2 separate regions of the Mus musculus genome follow, and region 2 is linked to region 1. The links are chromatin contacts, called in public HiChIP or PLAC-seq maps. All regions are on one chromosome and are shown on one strand. Each heading gives the region's core, a stretch centred on a gene start, on an enhancer-like site or on the middle of the called end of the contact. The rest is flanking DNA. Distances are from core to core; before and after follow the strand shown. Region 1 holds the start of Abraxas2 (BRISC complex subunit). Region 2 overlaps Dhx32 (DEAH (Asp-Glu-Ala-His) box polypeptide 32).

The links. HiChIP or PLAC-seq counts read pairs in DNA pulled down with a chosen protein or histone mark.
Region 2: a contact with region 1 is called in an H3K27ac HiChIP or PLAC-seq map of extraembryonic endoderm stem cells, with 7 times the contacts expected there. The contact joins the enhancer-like site here to the promoter of Abraxas2 in region 1. A contact is called at or near these places in 4 of 39 promoter capture datasets (the 3T3-L1 cell line, frontonasal cranial neural crest, hippocampal neurons and 1 more), 1 of 484 Hi-C or Micro-C datasets (CD8 T cells), 1 of 115 datasets of contacts at active chromatin or transcription factors (extraembryonic endoderm stem cells) and 1 of 9 other capture datasets (adipose tissue).

The regions. Positions count from the first base shown.
Region 1 is chr7:132,856,365-132,863,735 of GRCm38.p6, reverse strand. Abraxas2 (BRISC complex subunit) reads right to left here and starts at 4,511. Exons shown (of 9, transcript NM_198017.3): 1 at 4,403-4,511. The coding sequence starts at 4,501.
Region 2 is chr7:133,721,900-133,729,270 of GRCm38.p6, reverse strand. It overlaps Dhx32 (DEAH (Asp-Glu-Ala-His) box polypeptide 32), which reads left to right. Exons shown (of 12, transcript NM_133941.2): 8 at 3,876-4,067; 9 at 4,722-4,871; 10 at 6,042-6,229; 11 at 6,941-7,122. Among named protein-coding and RNA genes, the nearest start is that of Bccip, 16 kb to the right of the region's middle. Within about 2 kb of position 2,955, at least 23 of the 459 cell types and tissues checked have an H3K27ac peak or open chromatin away from gene starts, as enhancers often do. A contact at or near this core is called in adipose tissue and extraembryonic endoderm stem cells, where this site is marked.

The sequences.
Region 1 (7,371 bases), core at 3,262-5,761:
GTATTCCAAACTTCCCAATTACCCAACTCAGCAGTCTTTAAATCTGACTAATATACAGATTTCCTTTGCAAAAACAAATCTTGGGCTGGGGATCCATGTGGGTCAGTGGTTGAATTCCCAGCACTGCAGGGAAAAAAGACAAGAATTCCCTCAGACTCAACACAGATGACTGACTACTAGAAATACCGACTAAGTGTTTCTGGTGGTCCAGGACGGTAGTGTAGTGACATTTTTGAGAATTCTGGAATCTTGGTTTCTTTAAAAAACACAGAAATATTATAAGAATGTGTTTTCGTTTTAACCCCAGGTGTGGGGATTGGGGCTGCTTCGGACTGTCGGTAGCAGATAACTCTGATTTGCCTCATGCTCTCGCAGAGGCATGGTTTTGCCAGCTGCAGATAGTTTCTGCAACTGTGTGATGTTGGGAATTCTGGGAACTTTTCAGCAGGTATATAAATGCTACAGCCACTGAGAGGTGTGGTGGGTGATTGTTGGTTGCCTGGTCTATATAGGGAGTTCCAGGATAGCCAGGACCACATAGAGAGACCCTGTCTCAAAAAAAAAAAAAAAAAAGCAAAAAAACCCTCATATGACATCAAAACATTCTAAAGTTACCTAGGAATGTTTATTTATCCCTGGTCTGGACTACCTGAGTAACTCTTACATCAGTGGTTCTCAGTCTGTGGGTTGAGAGCCCTTTAGGAGGTTGAATGACACTTTCACAGAGGTCACATATCAGATACCCTGCAGATCAGTTATTTACAACTTATAACAATAGCAAGATAGTTACGAAGGAGCAACAAAGATAACTGTATGGTTGGGGGCGTCACAACGTGAGGAACTGCATTAGGAAGGTTGAGAGCACTGAGCACTGTATTACATTTATAACAGGAAGAGGCAAACCACAGGCCCAGCTTTGTTAGTACACAGCCTGCAAGGTAAGAATGGTTTCTACATGTTCACATGGTTGCAAAAATTAAAACAGATGTTTCATGAACTGTTAAAAATCAGTGGGCACTCAAATTTCAGTGCTATAAATAAGTTCTTATTAGAATAGGCACCTCATTTGTTCGTGGTCTACACTTGTTTTGTCCTTACAATAGCAGAATTGAGGAGGTATTAAAGAGACATATGACTCCAAAACTTTTTTTTTTTGGTTTTTCAAGACAGGGTTTCTCTGTATAGCCCCGGCTGTCCTGGAACTCACTTTGTAGACCAGGCTGGCCTCAAACTCAGAAATTCGCCTGCCTCTGCCTCCTGAGTGCCGGGATTTAAGGCATGCGCCACTTCACCCGGCTCCAAAACTTTTTAAAAAGAGAGAAGGTAACTATCTTTTATTATCTGGTCCTTTTCAGAAAACGTCTCTTTCCTTCAAGAGTTAAAAAAAACAAAACAAAACACTAACAAAAACTTTCTTTTGAGTTGTTATCCAGGGCTGTCCAAGAGCCTCCCAAAACAGAATGGTCTCATTGCTACTGTCCTTGGTTGCCTCCAAGAGGTAGAAGTCCCTATTGCTGAAGACACTCCATGCACTCCAGAAAACGGACCCCAGAGCCCCAAGCTGGAACTGATCTAAATCCACCCACCAGCCCCGAGGACTAGCTTTTATAGTACCAGAAGGCATCGTTCAAGCTTCCAAAGGAAGGAGGCAGCTGACAGTTCTACCCAGCTGTAACACTTGTGAACCACAGCAATGACCTGCGTATCACACTAACTCCGAGGCTGCAGTAGTGGCACACATAACTTAGGAATAACCATCGGCTCTCTGGTTGGACTTAAGATCTGCTCAATAAGAAGAAAACCATGGCTGATACCAGATACCTAACCAACTCCTTTGTGCTAGTGAAGTCAGGGACCTTGGAGAAGCTACAAGCATCACTTTACTGAACCAGCATGACCCCTAACAACAATCTAAACATTTGTCTTTATACTCACAGATACGTGTACTCCTCACTCCTCAGCAAGGAAACATCTCTTTGCAACAAATGGAAATATTACAGGAAACCATAACCAAATGCAGAGTTGTGGAGCGCAGTTCCAATGAATACATTTACAAAACTCTCCCATACCAAAGGCTCAGGGAACATAAGTAGAAGAGAGGGCAGAAAGACTGTAAAAGCCATAGGATCATGATGTTTGTTGTGAGATTGTCAGAAGCTATGCTCATAAAGTCTCATAAACATGTCTGCCTAAATATGAGCTGAACAGGACGACACCCATAGACAGGCCAGAGTGGTCAGGCAAAAGCCCACAGGGCCTCAACCCTACCAAAAGAACTCCAGGCATCTAAGGAGTGTCGAGAGTGGGAGAGAGTCTTCCCCAGGGAAGAGCACACCAATTGGTTATCCAAAACAAAGGCACAGTCCTGAACCTTACAGATGAGGAACATTTTTCAGGCTAAGCAGGTTATATTTAGGAATATATATGCATACATATAAGCATATAATAGTGATTAATAAAAAAAAAAGAGACCATGTATTTGAAAGAAAGCAAGAAGGAGTATAAGTGTGTGGGGGAAAGGGAGTCTGGAGGGAGAAAAAGGAAGAAATGATGTAGTTATAATCTCAAAAATGTTTTCAAAAATGTTTGCTAACTTTAGCTCCACAGAATAAGTTTAGCTTTAGATTAATTTTCCTAGACCAAACAAACACATCTTTTAAAAAGTAAATTCTTGGTTCTTCAACTTTAAAACTGACTTTTTTTTTTTTTTTTTTTTTTTTTTTGGTTTTTCGAGACAGGATTTCTCTGTGTAGCCCTGACTGTCCTGGAACTCACTCTGTAGACCAGGCTGGCCTCGAACTCATAAATCCACCTGCCTCTGCCTCCCAAATGCTGGGATTAAAGGCGTGTGCCACCACGCCCCGCCTGACATTACTTTTAAGTATTCCACACCCATAACTGTGGTAAGGTTAATATAAAAATGTATAATCATATAAAACACAATTCAAACTATTGGCCTTGTATAAAATTTCTTCCCTCATGCCAAGTAGGAGATAAATATTAAGGAAATTGCTATTAAATAGCTAGAAAGCTAGAGCTGGGTTTAATGGCTTCCCCTTGAAATCCCCACACTTAGGATTGGGGGTGATCAGGAGTTCAGGGCCAGCCTTGACACTATCTCAAGACAACAAAGAATAAATAACAAGTGAAGAAACGGAACTATGGCAGTTTCTAGAAATACTGTCCAAGTTTCTTATCTTTATAATAATCTTGTCTTATACACAAACTATGACATTCCTAGGTACTCTCTAAAACAGAATAAATAAGCACCCTGAACTCGTAACTGCAGTCCATGGACGCTAGGAACTTTACAACCACTTACAGTATTAAGAGCTAGCTGCAATACTGAAGGCTAGTAGGTCAGAGCTGGCTTTAGGAAAAAAAGCAGAACAATGCTGAATATATTCCTATCAGTAATCTCTGCCATCAACACTGCAGAGATGAAAAGAACAGTAAATTCATTCCACTCAGTATACTCATGGAATCGCCTCTCAGAATCAGTCTTTATTAATGGAATCGAAGATCAGTGACATCAAACCAAATCCAGTTTCCCTTCTAACTACTGTTTTTATAATGACAACCACAAAAAGCCCCATCTCTTATTCAATGAATTTAAATCGTTCACCAATAACAACAACACACACACAAACCGCTAATTGGTGGGAGAGTAATGTCCTGTAAAAGCACCTATTTCACAAATAATTTCCAGAGGTCAACGGCATTGAAAGGCAATTCGTAAAATAAAGACACCGAAGAGTCCTATGGACTCCATGGCCTGTACATTTCTGATCGCTCATAAGTGGGCCTGTCACTTCCCTCTTAAGACAAGTTCCGGGGATTAGAACACTCGCTGAGGAACTAAACAGGCAACTTTGAGGAAGTGCAAACAAGACTCTGCACCTAACGAGCCTATTCACATTCTCCATTTTCCACTGGGGTGAAAAAAAAAAAAATCCAAACAGCCACATCTGATAAGTATGAACGGTGACAGACACGACGACCCGTGTGGCCGGGGGTCAGAACTTGGATCCTCTCCTAGATTACAACCCAGACCTTTGAACTCCATCCCGACCCAAGGCACTCAAGTCTGGAAGCGCGATTCTCAGCGAGGGGTAGGCACCCAGTTTTGGCTAGGCGACTCCTGACACTGGCGGGGCCGGGCGCTTTAGGTCCTTTGGACTGAGAACAGCTGTGCCAGGACCCGCCCGAGGCCGAGAGCGCCAGAGAAGGGCCCGCGGGGTGCAGGAGCTGGAAGGGGGCGGGAGCCGCCTGGGTCACCAGCTCATCGGTTTGTCCCGGGGATTGAAGGCCGAGCCTCCAGCGGTCGTCGCTTGGCCGCAGGCGCCGGCCTGAGGAGGAAGCCGAAGGCCCCAGCGGCCACGGCAGGGGGCCCGGCACCTACGTGGTCGGCGTTGCTGTTGGCGCTGTGGAAACACACAGCGCTGAAGGTGTAGCCCGAAATGGAAGCCGCCATGATGGAAATCTCCACCTCCCCCATCATGCCCCGCGGAGGGTGCACAGCCTTCCGGACGCCCCGCCGCTGAGCATCCTGGGAAATGAAGTCCTCCAAGCTACTCGAAGCTAGGACAGGGAAGTAAAGGATTCCAGATCAAAGAGAACCAGCACCTTCAGTTTTGTGTGTTCCTCAGACACCGGCCTGTCTGTACAGCCTTGTTATAATCCAGTTTGTCCCTTCTGCAAATGAAGTTGAAGGATGGAAGGCCGGAGATGATTCCAGCAATTGAACAGGTTGAGATTTGACTTGGGAACAGCATGATGTAATTTCAACTTGAACAGACCACTTTGCCTGCCTGGTTGAGACTAATGCGTAGGAGAAATGGAAGGGAAGGAGATTTACAATAATCCCCACCTGGTGCAGTGACAGGGGAATTATGGTCAGAAGTAGTGGAGCTGGTAAAACGATTGGATTCTGGACTCAAAAACAATTCAAATATAAGTCGTGTAAGGGCAGAAGGGTTGCATGTCGGAGGCCAGCCAATGAATGCTACATAGACTTGTTTCAACAAACAACAAAAACAAAAACCTTCAAGTTTGACAAAAATCATAGAAGACAAAAACAAATAAGTAGCAATGAATAAACTATCAAATTTAGAAAGAAAAAAAAAAAGGGAACTATTTCTTCTGCAGCTTGCTAAGACTTCAGTATTCCTAGCTGGGCTCCTGATTTCCCTACAGAGCTACTTCTCACTTCTTTTCCAAGTTCAGCAAATAAAACTGTTTATGACAATTACTCAAATCAAAACCTTTGCAGCTGGGGCTGGAGAGATGGCTCAGAGGTTAAGAGCACTGACTGCTCTTCTGAAGGTCCTGAGTTCAAATCCCCGAAACCACATGGTGGCTCACAACCATCCATAACGAGACCTAGCGCCCTCTTCTGGAGTGTCTGAAGACAGCTACAGTGTACTTGCATATAATAAATAAATAAATCTTAAAAAAAAAAAAAAAACCTTTGCAGCTAGCCTTAACAACTTCTTTTCTCTTGTTCCCTACATCAGATCAGCTAAAACGATCTTCAAAAAAATACTGAGTCCTACGATTCACTACCAGCACATCTGCCACCCTGACCCAAAACACCATTTTCTCTCTCCTGGTTATGACAACTTCTCAGAGTCCCAGTTGGTGGCAATTTTGCCCTTAAGGGATGCTTGACATTGCTAGGAGATATTTTCCAATGCCAACCCCAGGGGAAGGAGGTAAACTCAGGAAAGGCCTCATAACAGAATTAACCAGTCCAAAATGTCGAGGTAATGAAGTGAGGCTGTTGACCTGCAAATATATCCTCAACACAGTCAGTGAAATGATCATGGTAATGTTTAGATATAAGGTGTCAATTATACCTGGCCAGCCTCCAAATCCTACGCCGACATGCCCTCCCCCTGCATTCCTGCTTCTGCTACCCTGATAGACTTGGCTACAGCTACAACAGTAGCCTTTTTGCTTTCTGGAAGCACTGAAAGTTCATCAGGTCATAGTGCCTTTACATATGTCCCTTTCCTCTGCCTGAGATGCTGGTCTCTTGGACAACTATATAGCTCACTGTTTTATGCCTGCCCTGGGTGCTTTGAAAGGCCACCCAGACCTCTTCTTGCAGGACTGATTGATTTAGCCTGGCTGCTGGGGAAGTTTTCCATTGACAGCTCCCAGTTCACATCTCCTGGAACTATTCCCTGTGAGAGAGAACCTAATTTTCCAGCTCAGTTAGTTTTCTTATCCAGTTTAAGACCACCTGCCTAAGTGCCACCCACAAAGAGCTGGGCCTTCCTACATCAATTAGCAATTGCTGGAAATAAAATCCGATGGCTCACTTTTCAAAGGTGTCTCTAGCCAGCTTAGGTCCAGCTAACAGTGAACAGAAAACAGAAGGCCCTTGCTAATGCTTGATAGTCTAGCTAAGTACCCCTCCCCCAAATGTTAATAAGCTACTCCCCCCAAACTGAAAGTTTAGAGTATAAAAAAATCTCAAACATCCAAACTTTTCTACAAGATCATTCATTGGTTTGATATGCTTTAAAATATGCAAGATGTGAAACATGGAGATAGATCCAGACATGGTTTTGGTTGTTAGGACTATATCCTTTTAATTATTAAAAAAAATAAGAAAGGGTCATTCCTTAGGGTTTGTAGACAGTGTTCTGCATTCAGTAGGCTTGCTATCATAGGCTGACACAGAAATTTTCCAGGTTGCAAAATAAACTGCTTCATTTTCTCTACTCTGAGTTACCAGTACTCTTTTTTTTTTTTTCCCCCGAGACAGGATTTCTCTGTGTAGCCTTGGCTGTCCTGGAACTCACTTTGTAGACCAGGCTGGCCTCGAACTCAGAAATCCGCCTGCCTCTGCCTCCCAAGTGCTGGGATTAAAGGTGGGCGCCACCACTCCCGGCTCAGTACTCTTATTATGAAGTGAGAATCATTGTTTCTGACACAATCAAGAGGGTCTCCCACAATTGTGCCCATAGGTTTTCACCATATGGGTTGTGACCCCAAATGTCAAATATTGTGCATGTCAGATAACAGTAAGAAAATTACAGCCCACCAAGCCAATCTGATATAGACAGTTTCTCAACTGGGGGTCTCTTCCCAGATAATTGTAGGATGTGTCAAGTTGACAAAGCTCACCAAGACAAACTCTTACCACCATCTAGCATTGTCTGTACTTTTAATTCTATTTCCCTGTTTATTATTTTTTCTCTGCTAGCCTATTCTAAAATTCATGAAGGATTCATGTTTTAGTTGCTTGCAGTTGCAATTTTTTTTTTGTCCTATGGAATTAATGCCAGGCATGGAGATACTGCCTATTTTGTAACTGTTGAGTAAATGTTGTGTGGGAAAATGTAGAGTTCAAAGGAAGAT
Region 2 (7,371 bases), core at 1,706-4,205, 870 kb before region 1:
TCAGGCTTGTGCTGCAAGCATTTTCCCCACTGAGCCGTCCTCTGGTCTGAGTGCTGGGTCTGCACAGACACCATTGTTTGTGCAAAGGCCACACAGAATTTATCACCATCTTCAGAGAGGGATGTGTGCATTCTTGTGTGTGTGCGTGTGTGTGTGTGTGTGTGTGTGTGTGAGTGTGTGTGTACAAAGAGGAACATTCCAAGAACAGTTTCCAAGACGCAACCCACTGGAGCACCTTGGAAGCATTAGAAAGTCATTTTACAGATAGTGAAAACTTAATTAGGGAGGAAGTTAGAGGCATAGAATAGAAATAGTTTTAATATAACCACAATCAAAGTAACTGCCTCAGGGCTCAGGTCAGCTAGTTAATATTTTTTCATCCCTTAGACAAGTGACTGGGGTTCAATAAATGCTTGGCATTGCAGGTCTGAGCGACTCCTAGCTGCCCAAGGCTACCTACCTAGACTAAGACGGTACTTTCCATAAATGTGCAAACAGACAGTGATCACAGTGATGAGGAGATGTCACCACAGTGCCCCTGAGATGGGTTTCTAGATACTAAGACTGCTGGCCTTGCTCTTTTAGAGTCATGTCAGCTGTGCTCGCAGAGCATGGCTTCTGGAAAGGTGCTGCTCATTAAACAAATACGGAACCAACTGGCTGGCCACTCAGCCTTGGCCAGACAAGAGATTCAAATGTAGAAGTGCTGTGGATCTTGTAAAGGTCCTGTACACACCAGGTACTAGGAAGTGTGGCCTGTGACACTGTCTTAGAAGCTGTTCCCCTCTTCCCCACTCCACCCGCAACACTCCCCCTCCCCCCCCCCCCCGTCCTCATCAGAGCCAGGCTCTTCCATTTTAAGCTTGTACATTTATAAATACTAATTTTATTATTTATTAATTTTTTTATGTGTGTGGATGTTTTGCCTTCATGTAGGTCTGTACACTAAGTACACAGTCCAGAGGAGGATCAGGGTTCCTGTAGGTCTGTACACTAAGTACACGGTCCACAGGAGGATCAGGGTTGTAGTTACAGATGGTGTGAGCCACCATGGAGGTACTGGGAATTGAACCAGGGTTCTCTAGAAGAGGAGCCAGTGCTCTTAGCCATTAAGCTATTGCTCCAGCCCCATGCATTGTTCTGGCCTGTTTTGTTTTTTCCCCTGGTGGTTTTGGTAAAGCCAATGCTATGCTATCTCACTGCAGTGCTAAGCCTTGTTTGAAGCTTGGTCTTAGATGCTGTGGAGTGGGGAGACTTCTAGTTACACTGCAAAGAACATCTTTCAAGGGTATCATTGTGTGTTAAGAGCTAGCAGTCCCGGGGCCTAGCAAACACAGAAGTGGATGCTCACAGTCAGCTATTGGATGGATCACAGGGCCCCCAATGGAGGAGCTAGAGAAAGTAGCCAAGGAGCTAAAGGGATCTGCAACCCTATAGGTGGAACAACATTATGAACTAACCAGTACCCCGGAGCTCTTGACTCTAGCTGCATATATATCAGAAGATGGCCTAGTCAACCATCATTGGAAAGAGAGGCCCATTGGACTTGCAAACTTTATATGCCCCAGTACAGGGGAACGTCAGGGCCAAAAAGTGGGAGTGGGTGGGTAGGGGAGTGGGTGGGAGGGTATGGGGGACTTTTGGGATAGCATTGGAAATGTAAATGAGGAAAATACCTAATAAAAAGTTAAAAAAAAAAAAAGAGCTAGCAGTCACAGTGCCTTATCCTGGGGACACTGACAGCTGTGTCTTGAGGAAGGCCAGCAGTCTTCTTTAGCATAGTGTGAGCAGGCCTTGTGTGGAGACAAACTCAGCCCCTTTCTGACCCGGTTCTCTCTGAGACCTAACTAGTCCCGGTACTGATGTGGCTTGCTTGGCAAAAAGGTTTGAGGGAGGCCTATGGCTGTCTGTGTTCCACTTGTACTTTCTGCTGTGCCACAGGCAGGAGCCAAGCTGGTATGGGCGAGGTCTCAGGGCCCAGCAAAGCTCAGCTGAGCTGTCACCCTTACTCCTGAGCGTCTGAAAGTCTGCCACAGCCATCATCTGAGAGCCAGGCTCGTGGCATGACTTCTATCAGTGTCCCTCTCGTGGTTGGAGAGTCCCCTCTCAGCCCTTCCCATGTCTAGTGACCGAGGAGCCCTAATCTTTCACCCTGGCTGGTAATACAAGCTGAGGAGGAGCATGCTGAGGAAGGCCTGACTATGGCTTTTGAGGCCTGCTTACCAAAGACTTCCTGTCTTGTTCTGTACCTGGAAGTACTTACCCATCCCAGACAAGCAGAGGCATAGGGTTCTGTAACATTCCCGAGGGTAGCTGTATTTGAAACCTGTTTCCTATAGGATAATATAAATACAATGACATGAAATTGTATAATGCCAGCTAGTGCTCCCAGTCCCTCGCTGTTTCAGCACAGCCATGCTCCTTCCTGCAGCCGCCCCTGCACCTTCTCTGGCACATCCGAAGCCCCCTTTCAGGTCCCACAGATCCCTGATGGAACTCTGGGACTACTAAGTAGCCTGTTAGTTCCTTTCCTGGAACTGCAGACTCAAGGCTGTGTGTTTACCAGTAAGGTCAAGCCCAACGTGCCCAGGGAGAACGATAAAGAAAGCATTCCACTTGGTAAATGTTGATGGGGGACGATCACAGGCAATAGGTGAATGATTTCACTGTCTCCCCCGAGTGTTAGTCTCAGCAGGCTCCTCCCCACCCTCTCTGTTCCTAGTCTCTCACCTCAGATGCTCTGCTCTCCCTGCCGTACCCCAGACCACACTTGTGGTTTCTAAAAGCTTTCTTGGCTTCCCGACCATAGTGGGAATGGGATCACATTAGAGCTTGTGAGGAGGCTGCAGTTTCTCGGTGTGCCTTGAATTCTGACCGTTACCTTTGGTGGTCAAAGTGTAAAGATAGCAAGTGAGTCATTGTTTTCTCGTCAGCCACTTAAAACTCAGGGACAGGCAGATTCAGTTGCTTCTGGGTTAGGCCTATAGGTGTTGCCTCCCGAACACCACACACATTCCAGGACTGAGACTGACAAAAGGCAGTTTTCAGGTTTTCAGCACAGTAGGAGTTGGTGTAGCCTTTATAGGAATACCAGGTGGCAGACAGGTGAAACAGTGTATTTAATAGAACTTGGTCCCAGAAGGACAGAGAGTAAGTAGACTTCTTTGTGGAAATTGAGCAGATGTGGAAATTAATACACACTGTAGGAGTGCCCATGTTATCTAAGAAATGAGAGATGGGATAGGTTTGTCTGTTTGCAGTAACCTTGTGTGTTTGTGTCTGGTGTTTCTGCTTTTCTTGTGACTTCTAGGCCACTCTGTCTTAGCTCTCGTTCTCCTTGTCGGACCTCAGTTTACTAGATTCTAGACCATGTATGTTTTGCCTTATTGAGCAACAAATATTATGTCTTCCCTTAAGTATACTCAGGCTAGCTTTGTAGGCTTGTGCAAGAGCTGCTTCCATAGTTCAGCGTTCTGTGCCTGCAGCAGCTGCCGAGCTGGCTGGCCCGTTGGTGAGAGCAGGCTCTGCTCCAGATGTTGTTTGAGTACCACGTGTTCCAAGTCACAGCGACTGGAACATGGCTGCCTGGTCAGGAGAGATCTCGGATCCCTAGATCCTCAACTTTGACCCCTCAGAACTGCAGCAAAATGCAGTGAGTCCGTGGCTGTCCTCTGAGGAGCCTGCCACGGTTTCAGGGTCCTTGTCTAGATAGCCATAAGGTGTACCCTGTCAGCCTCAGAAGCTACGGGCTTAGTGTCTGACCAATTCTTGCTTTACCGATTCTGTTCATTGGTTGTTTGTTTTATGCAAAAATGAAAAGTCACTACGTGCTGCCCCCTCAGTTGTGTAAAATTCACTTTTTTCCTCTTTCCTAGCTCCAGAAAGCCTGATGCAGGCACTGGAAGATTTAGATTACCTGGCAGCCCTGGACAACGATGGGAATCTCTCTGAGTTTGGAATCATCATGTCTGAGTTTCCTCTGGATCCACAGCTCTCAAAGTCTATCTTAGCATCCTGTGAATTTGACTGTGTAGACGAAATGCTAACCATCGCTGCCATGGTAACAGGTATTCCTTAAAGACCTTTCTCTCTAGGTACTGTGAATCCACAGCACGTACAGATTCAAATGGAGTCTAGATGTAAGGGGATAGTAAAGTGTTTTAATAGACTGAGAAGGGGAAACCTTTACAATTACCTTAATTAATGCAAAAACAGAAAAGGCCAAAAGGCGTGGGCTTGGGTTTTTGCCAAAAGGACGCGTGTAGCTCAAAACAGGCAACAAGCAGTAGCCACAGGCGGTGTTTCCCAGACAGCTGGGCGGCCTGTGTTTCCTGCCAGCTTCGTTATTTTATACCGGCTCCTATTATTTTCATACATTCCTTGACAGCAGCATGGACTAAATGCTGTGCTACATCTGAACATAGTCCTGAGCCTGTGTCTGACCCTCTGGGCCCCTTGACATTTGGACACAATGCTTCTACAAGAATATGAGCAGAGTGCTAACTGCTATTGGCAAAACAACGTGCACAAAAAGGACAAAGCACTAAGACCACTCACTTTTCATTTCTTGGCTTCCAAGCCAACAAAAATATTAAGAACAGCACATTGATCCAGAGATCCAAGGCAAGAGTGGGTTTACAGACGGGGGTCCTGCCCCTTGGCACACCATCAGGCCAGGATTGTCCTCCATGTTGCTGACTGTGACTTCTTGCATCTTAAAGCTCCCAGTTGCTTTTTGCACGTGCCTCATGGTGCTGAGGAGGCTGCAGTGACTTGCTGGAAAACGTTCTTGCACCCTGAAGGTGATCACTTTACGCTCATCAATGTCTACAATGCCTACCAAGATACAGTTCTGAACTCTGCCAATGAACGTATGTGACCATGTTCCCCAAAACCACCTCCCCAGTCCCTTCCCCTTCCCCAGAGGAGGCGCAAATACTTGAATTATTTACTAGCCTCCCTTCTCTGATAGTCCCACCAGCCACTTAAACAGAATGGCACTGGGTCCCTAAATATACCACAGGCCACTGCCATCCACCCAGAGGCCTAGCATGTCACGGCACAGGTCTGGATTTGGGGAGCTTTAGTACTCTGGTCAGCCAGCTTTCAGAAGCAGCACGCCTGAAGCACAGAGACGGGTGCACCTGAATTGCAGTGGCTACTGTAATGCCCCAGGTGAGGGCCCACTGCTGGGGAAGCTGCCAGGGCAGGGGACAGATAGCTGGGGTTAGCAGTGGACCAGCCGGCTTCCCCAAAGGAGGCTCCTCCGCTTCCCACAGAGCAGCCTCACTTCCTGTGCTCCAGAAGATGAGGTGTGAATGATGTTTGCAATGATGTAGAAGAACTGAGATCAGATTGCAAGGCTCATGTCAAGAGCAGGGATGCAGTGTTTCCACGTGGACTGGAGGGAAAGGTGATGGATCAGCTTTTGAGCAGCAGGCTGCGTGATGGCATCAGACCAAGTGTGGACTTCTGTTACTCTGAGTGGGACATGTGGACAGGACAGGATAGATGAGGGTCTGATGTCCACTGGGCCAAGGCTATCCACATTCTTCAGTCAAGACACAGTTACAGGTGCCAAGAAAGTACCTTCAAACTGAATCAGACTAGCACATTTGAATTTAAAACAAAGTTGTACCTAGGGTAAAGGAGCCAGTGTTTGACATAATGAACTCCCAGGTCAGCCTGGCAGGTCCTTACTAAATGAAGTATGGGATGATCCGAGGAATAGATGCTAACAGCTTCCCTTCAGCTCTGGGTCTCTAGCTCTATACATCCTTGCTGTTCAGAGAAGGAAGTGTGCATGCTGATGCAGTCTCCGGTGCCTCCACAGGCACAGGCGACAGCAGTGTGCTTCTCACACTGACACACTGTCTAGTATGGTGAGCTCACATACCCTCAGCAGCAGCTATGGGTGTGGCGGATCCCACAGCCCCAGTGAACCTAATCCTAGCCACCTTCCTACCACTCACTCCCATGGCCTTCCATAGAGCTTAGAGAAGTCTAACACACCATCTGAGTGGCCTTTGTTCTCCCTCTAGACTGTGTGGAGATGTGGTGTCACGATTGCTTCCTCAGCTGCTCTGCTCTCAGGATGGCAGACGTTATCCGAGCAGAACTCTTAGAGATCATCAAGCGGATCGAGCTTCCCTATGCAGAGCCTGCCTTTGGCTCCAAGGAAAACGGGTTGAACATCAAGAAAGCGCTGCTCTCTGGGTACTTCATGCAGGTAAGCAGGGCAGAGCTGTCCTGGCAAGTGTGAGCCCCACATGCCTGGGAAACTCAGCCAGCACTCTCTCATGGTGATGGTTTGATTGACCTTAAACTTTTTAAGGAACACTAAAAAGATGTTATCTGAGGTTTGGTATTTAAGTACATGTCTTCTCAAGCCAGAATCCTTTATGTTAATTTGACACACCACAGCTCCTCTTCTCTGTTTACTAGTGATCTGAGAGCACAGCAAGCCAATGTACTACTGCCTCAGCTGTTCCTTTCGTCCCTGTGAGGAGCCACATTAGTGCCAATGATAGTAGATATGTCCTTCACATCAGAGTACACAACACTGTACCAGTGTTAATGACTTTGCAGAATAGTTCTTCATCTGTGAGGGAAAGCAGGTATCTATGTAAGAGGGCAGAGTATGAGCTGAGCTGACGACCAGGCAGAGGTAGCCTGGAGCACGTGGACAGCATGGCAGAGCAAGCATGCTGGGGTTTATTTAATAACCTCAACGCTAACTTAACAGCAGCCCTAAAGTGCTGCGGCTACACTGTCACCGGCTCAGGTTTAAAGACAAAGTCACTGTGCCTTATTTTCTACTATCTGAAAATAGGAAATCTGTGACAAATTTTATTTTAGCTATTCTATATGAAAATCTTCAGATTTTTTTTAAACTAACATGTTTGTGTATCAATTCTCTTTCTTTGAACCTGCTTTTTAGATTGCTCGGGATGTTGACGGGTCAGGTAACTACTTGATGCTTACACATAAGCAGGTTGCTCAGCTGCATCCCTTATCAAGCTATTCCATCACCAAGAAGATGCCCGAGTGGGTCCTCTTCCACCAGTTCAGCATATCTGAGAACAACTACATCAGGGTCGCCTCCGCAGTCTCCCCTGAGCTGTAAGTCCAATTGGGAAGGAAGGGCTTTCTTTTTAATTCACACTTGTAGGAATAAGCCACACATGGATTGTTTCATTCTCAGTTATGAGACTGCTAGAGAGAAGGCACCAGTGCACTGGCTGTGTGGAGGAATAGGCTTAGCCAGCTTTTAGCAACAGATAGCCACTGGCTGGAGCTGTGGGTGGGAGATGGGGTGATGCAGAGGAGGAGGGAAGGTGAGGTTGAAGAGACAGGTAGTTCCAGAAGGTA